Linked DNA regions of Mus musculus: region 2 is linked to region 1. Evidence: chromatin contacts called from public promoter capture Hi-C data. All regions are on one chromosome and are shown on one strand. The core of a region is the stretch at or near the end of the contact, and the rest is flanking DNA. Distances in the headings are between cores, read along the strand shown. Region 1 has its middle 10 kb from the start of Tor1b. Region 2 overlaps Gpr107 (G protein-coupled receptor 107).

What was found. Capture Hi-C pulls out chosen DNA fragments and counts their contacts.
Region 2: a promoter capture Hi-C map of adipose tissue shows a contact between it and region 1. The contact joins two enhancer-like sites. A contact is called at or near these places in 2 of 39 promoter capture datasets (embryonic stem cells and liver), 1 of 484 Hi-C or Micro-C datasets (B cells), 10 of 115 datasets of contacts at active chromatin or transcription factors (bone marrow-derived macrophages, craniofacial prominence, embryonic stem cells and 2 more) and 4 of 9 other capture datasets (adipose tissue, liver, macrophages and 1 more).

What each region holds. Positions count from the first base shown.
Region 1 is chr2:30,941,270-30,944,270 of GRCm38.p6, forward strand. No RefSeq gene overlaps it. Among named protein-coding and RNA genes, the nearest start is that of Tor1b, 10 kb to the right of the region's middle. Within about 2 kb of position 1,607, at least 113 of the 459 cell types and tissues checked have an H3K27ac peak or open chromatin away from gene starts, as enhancers often do. A contact at or near this core is called in adipose tissue and bone marrow-derived macrophages, where this site is marked.
Region 2 is chr2:31,170,229-31,173,577 of GRCm38.p6, forward strand. Gpr107 (G protein-coupled receptor 107) reads left to right here. Exons shown (of 18, transcript NM_178760.4): 5 at 1,714-1,853. Among named protein-coding and RNA genes, the nearest start is that of Gm22516, 18 kb to the right of the region's middle. Within about 2 kb of position 1,998, at least 63 of the 459 cell types and tissues checked have an H3K27ac peak or open chromatin away from gene starts, as enhancers often do. A contact at or near this core is called in adipose tissue and bone marrow-derived macrophages, where this site is marked.

The sequences.
Region 1 (3,001 bases), core at 357-2,856:
AGATGTAGGTTAGACTAGCTCAGAACCAGCCCAGCCCAGTGCAAGCAGTTTGTAATAAAATACCAGATTTCTATGTCTTTTATTTAGGAGCTAAATGGAATAGAGTGGGGTAGAACACGTTCGCCCCCCCCCCCCTGCTGCCCATAACATTATATCAATAAACATGTACCCATTTTAGTTTCTTTTTAAAAAATTTACTTATTTATTATATCTAAGTACACTGTAGCTGTCTTCAGACACTCCAGAAGAGGGAGTCAGATCTTGTTACAGATGGTTGTGAGCCACTATGTGGTTGCTGGGATTTGAACTCAGGACCTTCGGAAGAGTAGTCGGTGCTCTTAACCGCTGAGCAGTCTCTCCAGCCCCCATTTTAGTTTCTTTTCCTCTTCCCCTCTCCCTTGTAGTCATTAATTGACCTTTACCCTATATCTAAGCATTTATTAATTAGCCTTTAGCTCGTATCTAAGCCAAATGAACTTATCTAACTAGGCACACACCCTATTTGAACTGTTTCTAGACTGTCAGGAGACACGTGGTTACAAAATAAGAGACATTCAAGCCCCATAGTCTTTGACAGCATGGCACTTTTACATTTTTGAAGTCAGCAGAGGAGATGATACCACACCTAAAATAATATTTTCCAGGTATAAGTCTAATAATTGCTAAATAGTCTGTGTATTACTTTTATGTAAGCAGTAGTTTTACAATATGGTCCTGTTCTTTTTTTAAATACATTTCCCAGAATGGTAAGATTGATACCAGGCTCTTAACTGCTGGGACCAAGTTTCTGTTCCTCCTGGCAGTTTCTACTCTTACCTCCAAAGGGACTGCGAGATTTAGATTCCTTTGTCAATTTTTTGGCACTGGAGGGATGTCTGACCTTCTATGCCCTTTATTTCTTCCTTATATGTTTCATACGTTCTCAAAGCCATCTCCTAAGTTCTTGGAATGTAGTTATCTCTTTTATAAAAGAAAACAGTCAAGTAAGGGCCATTAACCTTAATACTTCCTTCTGCTTTTTCCAGGTGACTGCAGAGGCAGCCAGGGGGAGCCAGGAGAACCGGTTTCTGTGTTCCAAGAAAGAAACACTTGGGCCGGGCGTGGTGGGGCATGCCTTTAATCCCAGCACTTGGGAGGCAGAGGGAGGCGGATTTCTGAGTTCGAGGCCAGCCTGGTCTACAGAGTAAGTTCCAGGACAGCCAGGGCTATACAGAGAAACCCTGTCTCGAAAAAAACAAACAAACAAAAAACAAGACGAAGAAGAAGAAGAAGAAGAAGAAGAAGAAGAAGAGAGAAAGAAAAGAAAAAAACACTCTAGATTCCTCATAAACTCAGCCATAATCATGACTGAACAAAACGAAACTAAAAGTGGTAAAAACCAGGAGGGCCTGAGCACGCGTCCGCAGTATCGTTTGTTTCCACAGCGCCTTGCCCAGTAGACAGGGATCTCCAAGGGCCTTGCCATAAAGAGCTTTTGTAAAACACTCATGCGTCCTTCCTAGAAGTTATAGCAGGGCTTCTGCCACACCCCTACACCCAGTCCATCCCCAGTGTTCAAACAAGAGCGAACGGGAATTGAGAGCCATCTGTGAGGCTGCAGACCTGCAGCTCGCTGCCCTCTAGTGTTCGTTTGGTAGAAGTGCGTGGGTCTTCTCAGCATCCTCACGTCCCCTGCTCTCCTGGCAAACAGGTGAGGACCACGGAGCGCTGTCTCTGGTCCTGAAAATTCTCAGCTAGCGTCCAAACCAAATGTAGAGTCCAGTCCAAAGCAGAGTCGCCTTCCAGGACTTTGTCATTGTTGTTCCTTTTAATTTATGAAGGCCCCCAGAAGTCCCTCGGAATGTCACTGGAGTAACAACAGAAACACTGTAGGCCGTGCTTCAGGAGAACCACGGTAGGAAATGTAACAAAGAGAGCCAAGGACGATAAGAAAGAAGCTTGCCATACACCATTGGGAAACTCATGGCAACAAAACATACTGCCTGAAAATGGAGCCAGGGAGCAGGGGGGCGGGGCTGGGGACATGTAGCAGAAGGTACAGAGCATAGCATACAAGCATAACAATATGAGTTGTTTCAGCATCCACATGAAAAGCAGAGGATCACCTGGCACTGTTGGCACATGCCTTTAATCCCAGCGCTCCAGAGGCAGAGGCAGGTGGATCTCTGTGAGTTCGAGGCCAGCCTGGTCTATAGAGAGAGTTCCAGGACAGCCAGGGCTACACAGAGAAACCCTGTCTCAAATAAACAAAACAATCAAACAAAAAGCAGATTGTAAAGCCAGGCATGGTGGTGGTACAAGCTTTTAAATATGTGGGACACAGAAGCAGGTGGATCTCTGTGAATCTGGGGTTACCCGTGGCCACACAGTGAGACCCTGTCTAAAAGCAGAACATAGTAACCTATGTAACCCTAGTTCTGAGGAGGTGGAGACAGGTGAATCCTGGGGCTCCAGCCTATCCTAACCCTTGAGCTCCAGGCCCGAGAGAGACCTTATCTCAAATAACAAGGTAGGGATCGGGAAGATGTTCTGTTACCTGTGTAAAAACCAGTGTCGGTGGCCTGTGTCTGTGATCTCAGCACTGGGAGCTGGAGACAGGCAGATCCCTGATGCCTGCTGACCAGCCAGTCTAGAGGAATGGCGAGCTCCGGGTTCAGACGAAGACTGTGTCTCAGATTATAAAGTGGAGAGAGACCATGGAGGATGTATGATGTCCATCTCCGGCTCACATAGCACTTGCTCATATGTGAACACACATGTACACATACAGGCATGCATACACACATGGAAACAAATGCTCCCTGAAGAATGACCACAGTGTTGTCTTCTGGCCTCTACATACTTGTGCATATATGTCGGTCCACATGAACACGCTCACACAGAGAGCGCAAGCCTAGAATCCCAGCTCCTCGAGAAGCAGAAGTGGGAGAACTATAAGTTCAGGACCAGCTTGGGCTACAGAGTCACACAGACTGTGGGTTCATTTGTTCAGAAGATCTGA
Region 2 (3,349 bases), core at 748-3,247, 230 kb after region 1:
GGCTGCTGGGCTGAAGTCAGGTTGTCAGACTTCAGCACCAGCGCTTTTCCCAGTGAACGAGCTCTCTGGCCCTGTGTGCAGTTCCTGAGGAGACTTCAAAGGCTTCCAAGCCAAGAGTACTGTGTCCAGGTTGTTGTCAGACCCAGCTGCTAGCAGCTCGGAGCGGCCACTTCGAGATACACATGGTCAGAAGCAGAAAGAGGAATCTTCCAGTGAGGAAGTCTCTTAAAAAAGGAAGCACTTTGTCATAGAACTACTCTGAGCTTCACTAAGACATCCACCCCTGGTTGCCTCTGCTTTCATCTGTCAGGATGACAGTCTCCTAGGTTAGGGTGTTTGGCACTGGGTAGAGAAGGGCCTGACTGAGCGTGGCAAAATGAATGAACTGGGGATTGACTCCTCACCTGGAGGCCCTCGGTGGCAGCAGGCTCAGGAAAGGGCAGCTCAGTGGCAGAGACTGATTAGGGACCCTTATGCCTTTTACCTCCGCTCTCCTACTCTTAGTGTCCACTTCTCAGGAACACACACACACACACACACACACACACACACACACACACACACACACTGTCTTCAGACACACCAGAAGAAGGCATCAGATCCCATTACAGATGGTTGTGAGCCACCATGTGGTTGTTGGGAATTGAACTAAGACTTCTGGAAGAACAGTCAGTGCTCTTAACCACTGAGCCATCTCTCCAGCTCCTGGTGACACATATCTTTAATTGCAGCACTCAGGAAACAGAAGCCAACAGATCTCTTTGAGTTTGAGGCTAGCTTTGTCTACACAGTAAGTTCCAGGCCAGGGTTACATAGTAATACTCTGTCTTATAAAAGAAAAAAAGAGTGGGGTGCTAGATAGATGGCTTGGTGATTAAGAGCACTCATTAGTCTTACAGAGGACCCAAGTGTGGCTCTCAGCATTCACAGGGGGGCTCACAACCACCTAGAGCTACTTCAGCTCTGGGGGATTGGAAACCTTCCCAGGACCTTGCATGCATATAGTACACATACGCTTGCATATGCACACACAAACATATAATTAATTGTTGAAACAGGGAGAAGAAGGAAATGGCTTTTAGGCCAGTAATTAGTAGTGTCCCTAATTCCTCACACAGTCCCTGGACTTGTCCTGACTGTATTATAGAAGCTGTGTCTTCTGTTTCTCTTTACCAATGTTCTGAGCACACTAAGAATCCTTAAGGGATGTGTGAACAGCATAATTATGTATTTGCTACTACCCTGGCTTAGAGAGAGACTCAGGCTCCTCACTCAGCTGCTTCCTAGCTTGGGGTGGCAGGGCTGGGGCCAGGGTCTGGGCCATGTACAGACTAGGCAAGCACTTTGTCCCTGCATGGTCTCTCTGGTCCTTGGCCAGTGTTTACCTTTTCTGCACTTCAGTTGCAACATAGAATGTAGATGGCAGAATCTACATCTCTGATGTGGCAGGGGTGGCACAAGGTGCCAGACTCAGAGCTGGAGCTGGGCATGGTGGCATATGCTTTTAATCCTAGCAGCTGGGAGGTAAAAGTAGGTGGCTCTCTTGAGCTTGAGCCTAGTGTGGTCTGCTGAGCTAGTTCCAGAACAGCCAGAAACCTTGTCTTCAAAACAAACAAACAAACAAAAAGACGGCTTGAACTGGGCCTACAGCAGTGTTAAAGCAAAGTCTGGAGTGCTGCTCTGAACGCTTCTTTCTGTTTTCCATGGATGTAGAGTCAAGGTCAGATCCCCACCAGAAGCTGGTAAGCAGTTACCAGAGATTGTCTTCAGCAAGGATGAGAAAATCCTGAGTCAGAGCCAGGAGCCTGCTGTCAGCTCCAACCCCAAAGACAGTGAGGCTCGGAGAACCCTCGGTAAGCTTGCTTTGTAGAGATTTTGTTTTCAAGAACTGCAGCCTGGTCTGTATTGTCTGAGCATTGTGCTGGGGCCCACACAGGAAGCAAGTAGAAGGGAGAGGAAAGAGGCCTCTCCTCATGCTGGCTCAGCACTTTGGTAACTGTTCCTGGTTGGCTCATTTCCTCAGCATAGAACATGCTGCCTCAGAGCTCTGTCCCACGTCAGCCTGTGCATGCCCGTTGCTTTACTTTGATTCCATGCTACCGTCCTAGTAAGTGACTCTCACACAGGCTCAGCCTCAGCCTTTCCCTGAAGTGACACATCATCATCTCCAGGCATTGTTATCCAGGTACTGTGGCATTGGACTTACTGTAGAGACTGGAGAGATGGCTCAGCAGTTAAGAAAACTTGCTTGCCTTGCAGAGGACTCTAGTTTACCTCCCAACATCCACATCAGGTGCTTCATGAAACCTGAAAACCCAGTTCCAAGGGATCCAAAGCCCTTCTGGCCTCCACAGGCACCCATACACAAGGCGCGCGCACGCACACACACACACACACACACACACACACACACACACACACACACGCAAATAAAGATGAGTCTTTTAAAAAAAGGTTTATTTATTATGTGTTCTGCCTGTGTACCAGAAGAGGGCACCAGATCTCATTAGAGGTGGCTGTGAGCCACCATGTGGTTGCTGGGAATTGAACTTAGGACCTCTGGAAGAGTAGCCAGTACTCTTAACTACTGAGTCATCTCTTCAACCCTAAGATGAGTCTTTTTTAAAAGGAAAATTGTGGTATGTGTTCTATTGTCTTTAAGATGGTTAGTAGAGCTGGGATCTCTGACTCAAGGATACAATTGCCTTTGAGAATATTGACACTGCACATCAGGTCAGAATGCAGGCGAAACATAACAGCTTATGCTGGACACTGAGCATGTCTGCAGTCCTAGAACTTGGGAGGCTGAAGCAGGAAGAAAGTCTGTGCCCAGTTAAGGTGAGGCCTGTGCAGCAAAGAGAGACCAAGTTTGGGGGGAAATGCTAAAATGAAAGTCAGAAGAAACCATGTTGGATTTTGGTTTTCCTTTTCCAATGTTTTAGGGAGAGGGGTTTGTGTGACATTTACTGCTGTTCTCAGACTGCTGCTCTGAGGCTGCAGCTCTCTCCCGACATCCTTGTGCTGTAGTAACTCCCGGTCCCATTGGTGACCCCTGCACGTTCTTTCGAGGTCATTCACCACTTCCGTCGTTGTTTACTTTTCCCTTGATTTGTTGAAAGCTGATGCAGATTAAGAGTCAGAGGAAAGAACTAGAGTGTAGAGTGCTGTTCTGTGCCTACTCTGGCTCTGCTTGTCCAAACCCCTTGTGTTCATCAAGTACCCTCTTCATGCAGTAGGGTTGAATTGCCTTCCCCAGGAAGCTGTCCTCAGGACAGCAAGGCAGGTGCCCACTGTTCCATGAAAAAGCTATTTGGTGCCAGAAGAGGGCGCCAGATCTCATTATAGAAGG